Regions from separate parts of the Canis lupus genome. Here region 1 is linked to region 2. A link is a contact called in public Hi-C data. All regions are on one chromosome and are shown on one strand. Each heading gives the region's core, a stretch centred on a gene start, on an enhancer-like site or on the middle of the called end of the contact. The rest is flanking DNA. Distances are from core to core; before and after follow the strand shown. Region 1 holds the start of KIF2C (kinesin-like protein KIF2C). Region 2 holds the start of EIF2B3 (translation initiation factor eIF-2B subunit gamma).

What was found. A called contact is a pair of places that touch in the nucleus more often than the background predicts.
Region 1: a contact with region 2 is called in a Hi-C map of blood, with 4 times the contacts expected there. The contact joins the promoter of KIF2C here to the promoter of EIF2B3 in region 2. A contact is called at or near these places in 3 of 9 Hi-C or Micro-C datasets (amygdala and blood).

What each region holds. Positions count from the first base shown.
Region 1 is chr15:15,671,043-15,675,412 of UU_Cfam_GSD_1.0, reverse strand. KIF2C (kinesin-like protein KIF2C) reads left to right here and starts at 2,302. Exons shown (of 20, transcript XM_038558278.1): 1 at 2,302-2,324.
Region 2 is chr15:15,427,996-15,432,475 of UU_Cfam_GSD_1.0, reverse strand. EIF2B3 (translation initiation factor eIF-2B subunit gamma) reads right to left here and starts at 2,680. Exons shown (of 12, transcript XM_038558254.1): 1 at 2,583-2,680.

The DNA.
Region 1 (4,370 bases), core at 1,053-3,552, 240 kb before region 2:
AGGTTGAAGGACTACTATAGCAACCACCTATATACCAACCAACCTAATTCAACATCTCTTAACATTGTGCCGTCTCACCCTTAGCTTATTTGTATGTTATTATAGGGGAAGAAAAATATTCTTTCCTTCTACCCTTCTAGGTTCTCAGTTGGGGTTCTGTAACAATAGATGGATTAAAAAAGCAAAGGGTGAGGGGTGGGGGTGCCTGGCTGGCTCAGTTAACACATATAGCATGTATTCTCAATTCTCAATCTCAGGATCCTGAATTCAAGCCCCATATTGGGCATGGAACCTATTAAAAAAAAAAAAAAAAGTAATGAGAAAAGCAAACAGTAGTGCATTAACATGTGTATCTCCTGTATACATGGGAAAATTTTAAGGATTAGTAACTTAAAGAGGTGGCCAGAACTTGGGCTTATATAGCATCTTGAACAAAGAATGATAAAGTTGTAGAGAAATAACAGGACAAAGGAAAAAAGTTTTAGGCTCCAAGAACAGGAAACCCCGGGGAAGATAAATATATGGGGGGACGGGGAGGCTAATGGAGTTAAAGCTTGTTTGCAGATTCCTCTGGTGCCATTACTGGGTGGGTAAGGGTCTAGAGTCCCCCCAGTAAAGGAAAATTGATATTCTGGCTTTAGGCAGAAAGGGGAAGGGTAAAGAGAACTTTTTCTGTATATGCTGCTTCATAATTGGCTTCAACTCAAAATAATTCTTATGTCAAAGAGGCACATTTTAGAGTGACATCCTGGTTTTCTTCATTACTTTTTCTGAACTAGTTGAAAGTTGCAAACATGGGACACCTGGGTGGCTCAGCGGTTGAACATCTGCCTTTGGCCCAGGGCGTGATCCTGGAGTCCCAGGATCGAGTCCCACATCGGGCTCCCTGCATGGAGCCTGCTTCTCCCTCCGCCTATGTCTGCCTCTCTCTCTGTGTCTCCCATGAATAAATAAATCTTAAAAAAAAAAAAAAAAGTTGCAAACATCATGACTCTCTTGCTCTAAGTATTTCATGCATCTCCCAAGAATAAGAATATTCTCTCACATAATCATGGCATCATTATTATACTTCAGTAAATTAGAACTAATTCCCTAAAATCTTTCATACCTATTCCATCTTCAAGTTTCTCCAGTGCAGAGACGCAGACGAGGCGCGGGCGGGGGAGCCCCCCCCCGCAGCGTCTCGGCCGGTCGGTTCGGAGCGGAGCAGCAACAGCAGCCGTCTAATAACTCCCTACGGGTCCCTTGGCTTCGCGACCCCGCCCCTCACCATTACTGCGCCCTCCACGGCCTTTTGGGATATGTAGTCTCGGCAGGATTCTTCCGGCGCCTAGGCCCGCCCACCCGCCTGGCCACACCCCCGTCCGCCCGGCGGGAGGGTTCCGGTTGCCCGCCTTCCGCGCGGAGCGGCAGCAGGCAGAGGGAGAGGGGGCGGGCAGGCTGCCAGGGCCCTGGGATCAGGACCTGAGCCGGAGGCAGGCGCCCTTCCATTATTTCCTATCTCCACCGTCAGTTTCCCTCGGGGCACTTAGCACAATTCATAATTGTTACTTCTTTTGTTCCCTGTTTATATGAGAAATGTTAGGTCAAGGAGGGCAAGAACTGTATCCTGGTCACTATTATTGTCCTGAGCCCCCAGCACTGTCCCGCACGTGGCAGACCATAAACATCCAGGTAATCTGTGTCTCCCAGGCACTTTAAACGTAGTTCCTCATTTAAAATTCGCAGTAGGGATCCCTGGGTGGCGCAGCGGTTTGGCGCCTGCCTTTGGCCCAGGGCGCGATCCTGGAGACCCGGGATCGAGTCCCACGTCGGGCTCCCGGTGCATGGAGCCTGCTTCTCCCTCTGCCTGTGTCTCTGCCTCTCTCTCTCTCTGTGACTATCATAAATAAATAAAAATTAAAAAAAAAAAAACAATAACAACAAGAAAAAAATTTAAAAAAAATAAAATAAAATAAAAAATAAAATAAAATTCGCAGTAACTCCGTGAGGAAGAAAGCGTGCTCCTCACTGTGCGAAGAAGGAAACCCAGAGTCCAGTTTCTAAACTGCCCAAGTTCACTGAGCTAGTAACCGAAGAAGTCGGGATTCGAACCCACGGCTGAAGGAGTGCACAGCCCTCGGTCTCTAACCTCCAGCAGGTGCTCAGCTCCGGGCAGCTCAACCACGCTGCCGCTCCGCGCGGAAGGCCGGCGACCGGAACCCTCCCGCCGGGCGGGCGGGGGCGTGGCCAGGCGGGTGGGCGGGCCTAGGCGCCGGAAGAATCCTGCCGAGACTACATATCCCAAAAGGCCGTGGAGGGCGCCGGCGACTGGCGGAAGCGAGGTGGGCGGCGGCGTGGTGTTCCCCAGGGAGGCGGGCGCGCGGGGTTTAAATTGCGGCGGTTTGCGCGGCGTTGTAGTGGAGTAGTTGTTGCTCTTCCCTTTTGCGTTTCGCGTTTCTCTTCCCGACGACTGCCCATGGACTCGTCGCTTCAGTCTCGCCTGTTTCCCGGTCTCACCATCAATATCCAACGCAGTAATGGTGAGGGGCGGGGTCGCGAAGCCAAGGGGACGCGGGGGGGGGGGGGGTTAGACGGCTGCAGTTGCTGCTCCGCTCCGAACGGCGGGGCCGAGACGCTGCGGGGGGTTCCCCCGCCCGCGCCTCGTCTGCGTCTCTGCACTGGCCGTCGGTCTTTTCCACCCGGGTCCGGGGGCCTCCGGCGGCGGTGGATTCCCCTGCCTGTCCTCGGAAGTGGGCGGGGCTAGGGAAGTTAGGGTTAGAGTTCTCCCCTGAAACTCCCTTGCTTTTGTAGGGACCTCGGCTTCCTGGCCCCTTTACTCTCCTCCAAATATTCCACACTTGCAGTACGTCAGGCACTGGGATTCAGGGTTCATCAGGCAGAAAAGACCCTTGACTCTTCAGGAGCTTACAGTTCTGTCCTTTTTTTTTTTTTTTTTTTTGGTTAAACAGCTGCCGCATCTCTGGCAGGTCTAATACTCTGTCATTAGGAGTCAGACAGTCAGACATAACCTTTCAGGAGCGAGATAGGGAAACCCGAGGGCGCCAGACCCTCCGTGCGTGGTGAGGAACAGTACCTAAGGACTAGAGGGACTCCCTTGCCTAGACATACCTAGGCTCCTTTGAGTGGAGGTGAGTCCTTATCCCCTGCAGCTCGGTTTCAAGACCTGTTCCCTGCCTGCGTCATCATGTGATCTAAGGGTGAGGTGCCAGGAGGTTTATTTGGCTTTTAGTGTTAAAAAGAAAGAAAAAGGCAGCTGTCCCTTCCTTCAGGTCAACTCCATATTGAGAGTCTCTGTGGGATCCTAAAAGTGGAAAAGATGGGTAAACTGGACCTTTCATACTGTAGGCATAATTCACAGTGCCAATGTAAGGACTGTGAACTTGGAGAAATCCTGCGTTTCAGTTGAATGGACAGAAGGAGATGCCACAAAGGGCAAAGAGGTAAGTTCTATGAGAATGCCTCTACTGCATTTAACACCTTCCTCCCTAAAAGATCTGTGTGAAGGGGCACCTGGCTGGCTCAGTTGGTAGAGCATGTGACGCTTGATCTCGGGGTCCTGAGTTCGAGTCCCATATTGGGCAGAGATTACTTTAAAGAAATAAACAGGGGCATCTGTGTGGCTCAGTCAGTTAAGCCTCTGCCTTTGGCTCAGGTCATGATCCCAAGGTCCTGGGATGGAGCCCCGCATGGAGCTCCCTGCTCAGCGCAGAGTCAGCTGCTCTCTCTCCCTCTGCCCCTCCCCCTCCCCCTGCTCATGCTTGCTCTCTCGCTCACCCGCTCTGTCTATCTCAAATAAAATCTTAAAAACAAACAAAAAGATCTGTGTGGAAATGGAACTTGTGAGGTCCTTGTCGCTGATGTTGCCTTTCTTAAACATGGTCCCCTTTGGACACATTGGGATTTTGTTTAGTCAAGCCTGATCTAAATTGAAGCAATCAACAGTTTCTGGTGTGTTTGTGGAAGACAAGCTGCACAGAATCCTAAAACCTTACTTATGTACACTAGCTTCTGAGCGCAAACTACCTATGACATTGACTTCAGGAGGAAAACTGATAACCCAGTTGAGCAGACAAAAGCATTTCTGAAACCAAATAACAAAGTATCTGATAAATGGCACAGCTGAATAGTGTTAGAGCAGCTCAGGTGGTAGCTCACTGTGGATGAGCTTGACTTAATGGGGGCATGATGGGTAGGCTAAGCAGAAATAGTGAGCTGGCCCTGATGGGGACTAGTGAAGAAGCTCACTTCAGGCAGTGGAAGGCTCAGGATGCTGGACAGTTGATAAAGGAGACCAGAGGGTCTTCATCTCTTGCACTAAGATGTTTAAGGTTTTATTCTGCAGGCACTAGCGAGCCTTGGAAAGATTT
Region 2 (4,480 bases), core at 1,431-3,930:
CCCAGGGCCTGATCCTGGAGACCCGGGATCGAGTCCCACATTGGGCTCCCTGCATGGAGCCTGCTTCTCCCTCTGCCTGTGTTTCTGCCTCTCTCTCTCTATCTCTCATGGACAAATAAATAAATAAAATCTTAAAAAAAAAACAAATTTGAATAAAAAATTTATTTAAAAAGAGTTTACCAACTGGGCTTCTGATATGAGTATTTCTTGAAAAAAATTGAAAACTTCTAACTAGAATTAACAGTATAAATAAAAGTATATTAGGTCTCTGAAAAGTAAAAAATGACTTACGATGACTCCAATAACAGCCATTTGCTCCCATCTTCTCATTATCCCCAACTATGAAAGATATTACTATAAACACAAATGTAGGCTTGTATCTGAATCTAGATTTGCAGAACCCAATGGCAGAAACAAATCAGATTAATTTGTTTTTCTAAACTCAAGGTAATAAACTTGTTTGACCTTCAAAAGAATCTCTTTACAGTGGCTACCACAGATAAGGTGCATAGTAAAAGGTCATAAATCCTTACTGATTCAAAATAAAGGTACTCTTTGATTTACAATAAATGGTATCACTTTTGAAATACAAGTGTGAAATGCAATGTTCAGAAAAAAAATTTATTTGACAACAAATTGGCAAATAATGCTGCACCTTTACCCATAATTATGTTCAGTCCTGGGACCCTCATCAATATTTAAACAGCAGGACTTAAACCCAGTACACTCAGGCACAAAGTGAAGGTTCCTGTACAATGTCTACAACTTAAAGATATGGTAATTTCAATTCCAGCAAATATTTGCCTCAGACTGAAATTTAACTTCAATTTGGCTGGCACTATATAATTCCTATCACATCTGATGTTATTATAAAAGAGCATTGGAGCTTTGAGTCAAAAGCCCTGAGTTTGAGTTCTGGTTCTACCACTAATAGGTGAGGTGACCAGAGGCCTGACATTTAAAACTTTAAGTGTCCTCAGTTCCTAGAAGGGACCCTGGTACTTAAGCTCACAGACCCCTGAAGCAGACCGGCTGGATTTGAGTTCTAACATGTATTAGTTGTGTGAACTAGAGCAAGCTTCATAAATTTTCTATGCTTCAGTTTTCTTCATTTTTTTAAGATGAGGATAATTATAGTTTCTACTTCATAAAGTTGTGAAGAGATGGTTTATATATGTAAAGCACAGAAAATATTGTCAATCCCACTGTTTGATATCATTAGACAAAGGCTAGGTCATGGCAAGCCGCCCTTACCAAATGAACTATGCTGTTGTATAATTCTGGTCTCTCCTTGCTGCTCTTGTTTTCTAGGTTGTCTTTCTCCTTCGCCTAGAAATCACCTACTGAACTTTTTAAAAAACTATTTTGTTTATTTATTCATGAGGGAGAGAGAGAGAGAGAGAGAGAGGCAGAGACACAGGCAGAGGGAGAAGCAGGCTCCATGCAGGGAGCCTTATGCAGGACTCGATCCCTGGACTCCAGGATCAGCCCTGGGCCTGAAGGCAGCTGCTCAACCCCTGAGCCACCCAGGCGTCCCTCACCTACTTAAGTTTAAGGCTCAATCCAAGAACCACCTTCCTTAATTAAAAAAAAAAAAAAAAAAAATTCCTAACCTTTCCCACCCTCCTGGTAGAAGCAACTCCTTCCCTCTTAGGTGCTTCCACTCTATCATGTGCAGATCATCTCTTTCCAGGCTTTATTGCACAGGTATTTAAATGTCTATATCCCGTGAGTTCCGTGAAGGCAGGGACCGTGTTTATTATCACCGTTATTCCCAATACCTAACACAATTCCCATCAGATGCCTGGCACTCAATCAGTGTTTGTGGGATGAGCATCTGTGAACATCACAACAACTTCGACCCCCTGTAAAAGTCAAGCTCAACATGTGCACAAGGGATAGGAGACCCCTGATCACTAGGATCTAAGGCTCCTGCTCCCAGTGAGGTTCTGGGTGACAATCGTGAACACAACTAGCCATGACACCAGGCCGACTGTCAAATGCCTCAATGTCACTGCCGCGACTCTGGATGATGGGAATCACAGCCACCAGTGTCTTCAGCCTCCAAGCTTTAGAACCGGGTGTTCACGGCATCTCAGACACGCTTGCATCACAGCACTCACTGCCTTTTCCCTTCGTAAACCGGTGAGATAAAACACTATCATCCTTGGTCTCTCGTCTGGATTTCACCGTATTCGTATTGGACTGCCTTGCTTTATTTGTTTAAATAAAGTTAGGGAGAACAAATAAATGAAGAGCTGAAGTGGAAAGAGTCCCGGAGCTGGTTCTCACTCGCTGTGACTTTAAGCAGGTGCTCCCCTCCCCGAAACTCCTCTCCATCCGCTGCACAAAGCGCTGGCCCCGATTCTCCCCAAGCGCTCCTCTCGCGCGGCCCCTGAGCGGCCCCGCCGGGTCCGGAGACCCTGGGGCTCTGCACCCCTCCCACCCCCTCAGGCCTTCCTCAGCCGGGATCGAGGAGCCCGCTCCCCCACATGAAGCGGGGCCCCGCCGTCCCCACCGCGGTGCTCACCCCCAGCAGCCAGCTCGTAAGGGGCCCGGCAGCCCCAGCGCCGCAGCCTTACCTCTCAGCTCCCGGCGCGCCACGGCCGCTCCCAGCGCTCCCCACGCCGCCTCCGACTGACAGCCCGAGGGCGCAGGCGCGCGATGGCCGAGAGGGTCGATGGGACGCACGGGGCAGGGCGGCGGCGAAGGGACGAGCGCGGAGCGATAGATTGCGCCCGGGCGGAGGAGGCGGAGGAGGCGGAGGGGCCCGCTCCCTTTCCTTCATTCACAAATCGTCACCGCCCATTGAGTGTCCTTCCTGGAGCTGGGCGCCTGGAGTCCACATTGCAACAAGTCATTCAAGAAGTTGGCCCCGACCTCCACTCTGTGAAAGGAGAGCTCGTGGGAGCCACAGTCTCGGGCCGGCCAGGGGAGAAGTGTCCAAGAGCCTTTGCAGGCCAGGGATTGCCGAGGCTTTCTGGGTCTGCGGTGTCTAATGTAGAGACTCACCTCGGCTTTCTGAGCCAGACTCTTATCAAATGGAAAACAATCACCTTTAACCGTCAAAATTTGGGGAGGAAGGGTGTCAGTGAAGACCTCATTGAGACAGCGACACCAAACAGTGGCTTGACGAGGGCAGCCCGGGTGGGTCAGCGGTTTGGCGCCGCCTTCAGCCCAGAGCCTGATCCTGGAGTCCTGGGATCGAGTCCCACACCAGGCTCCCTGCATGGAGCCTGCTTCTCCCTCTGCCTGTGTCTCTGCCTCTCTGTGTGTGTCTTTCATGAATAAATAAGTAACATCTTAAAAAAAAAAAAAAAAAGAGTGTCTTGATGAGACTGAGTCAGTTGGGTATCTGGGGTAAGAGCCTTCCAGCTAGACTAGCTAGCAGGTGCAAAGGCCCTGAAGACAGCCTGCATGTTCAGTGGAGAGGCGAATATCCCTGAAGGGAAGTAAGTCGGTGGAAAGTGAATGATGGCAAAGGTCAAAAGAGACAATAGGAGAGGGTGGAGGATTCTGATCACTTGGGTCTTTTTTTTAAAAACTGTTTTATTTTTTTTAAGATTATTTATTTATTCATGAGAGAGAGAGAGAGAGAGAGGCAGAGACACAGGCAGAGGGAGAAGCAGGCTCCATGCAGGGAGCCCAACGGGGGACTCGATCCCAGGTCTCCAGGATCACACCCTGGGCTGAAGGCAGAGGCTTAACCGCTGAACCACCCAGGCGTCCCTAAAAATAAAATCTTTAAAAAGAATTATTGGATATCCCAAAGAACTTTTGTTTATATGTATTATATCTATTGATATTTATAAAAACTACTGAGGAATTTTTTTGAAAGATTTTATTTCTTTTTAGAGACACAGAGCACAAGCAGGGGGAGCAACAGGCAGAGGGAGAAGGAGATGCAGATTCCTCGTTGAGCAAAGAGCCCGATGTGGGGCTGGATCCGAGGCCCTGGGATCATGACCTGAGCCCAAGGCAGACGCCCAACTGACTAAGCCACCCAGGTGCCACTCAACCTGTGAAATTAAATAGTAATTCATTTTCAAAACAAAAATAAAACCATTAAATGTTAACACAAATACCATTTTTATGAAAATATATGTTTTCAAACAAAAAAATTAGAAGAATGCCATGGTTTCATCTTTTTTGCAGATCTCTTTAATGTCTGGCTTAGTAGAAAACAGTTGTATTTTCCCATCAGTTGCAATATATTGTTTTGGGTGAATTCTATGATAAAGCCTGACCTCACACAGGTACAGTTGGAAAAGGGAGAGATATTTTTTAGTTGTAGATAATATTCTTTGATACTACACAAAAACTCAATAAGTGGCAATTTGTTAAAGATTTGTTGCAAGGTAGAATCATTAAATCAATGAGCATTTGTACTCTAATGCTTTTTTTTTAAAGGCTTTATTTATTTATTCATGAGAGGTACAGAGAGAGGCAAAGACATAGGCCTTGCAGGGAGCCTGATGCG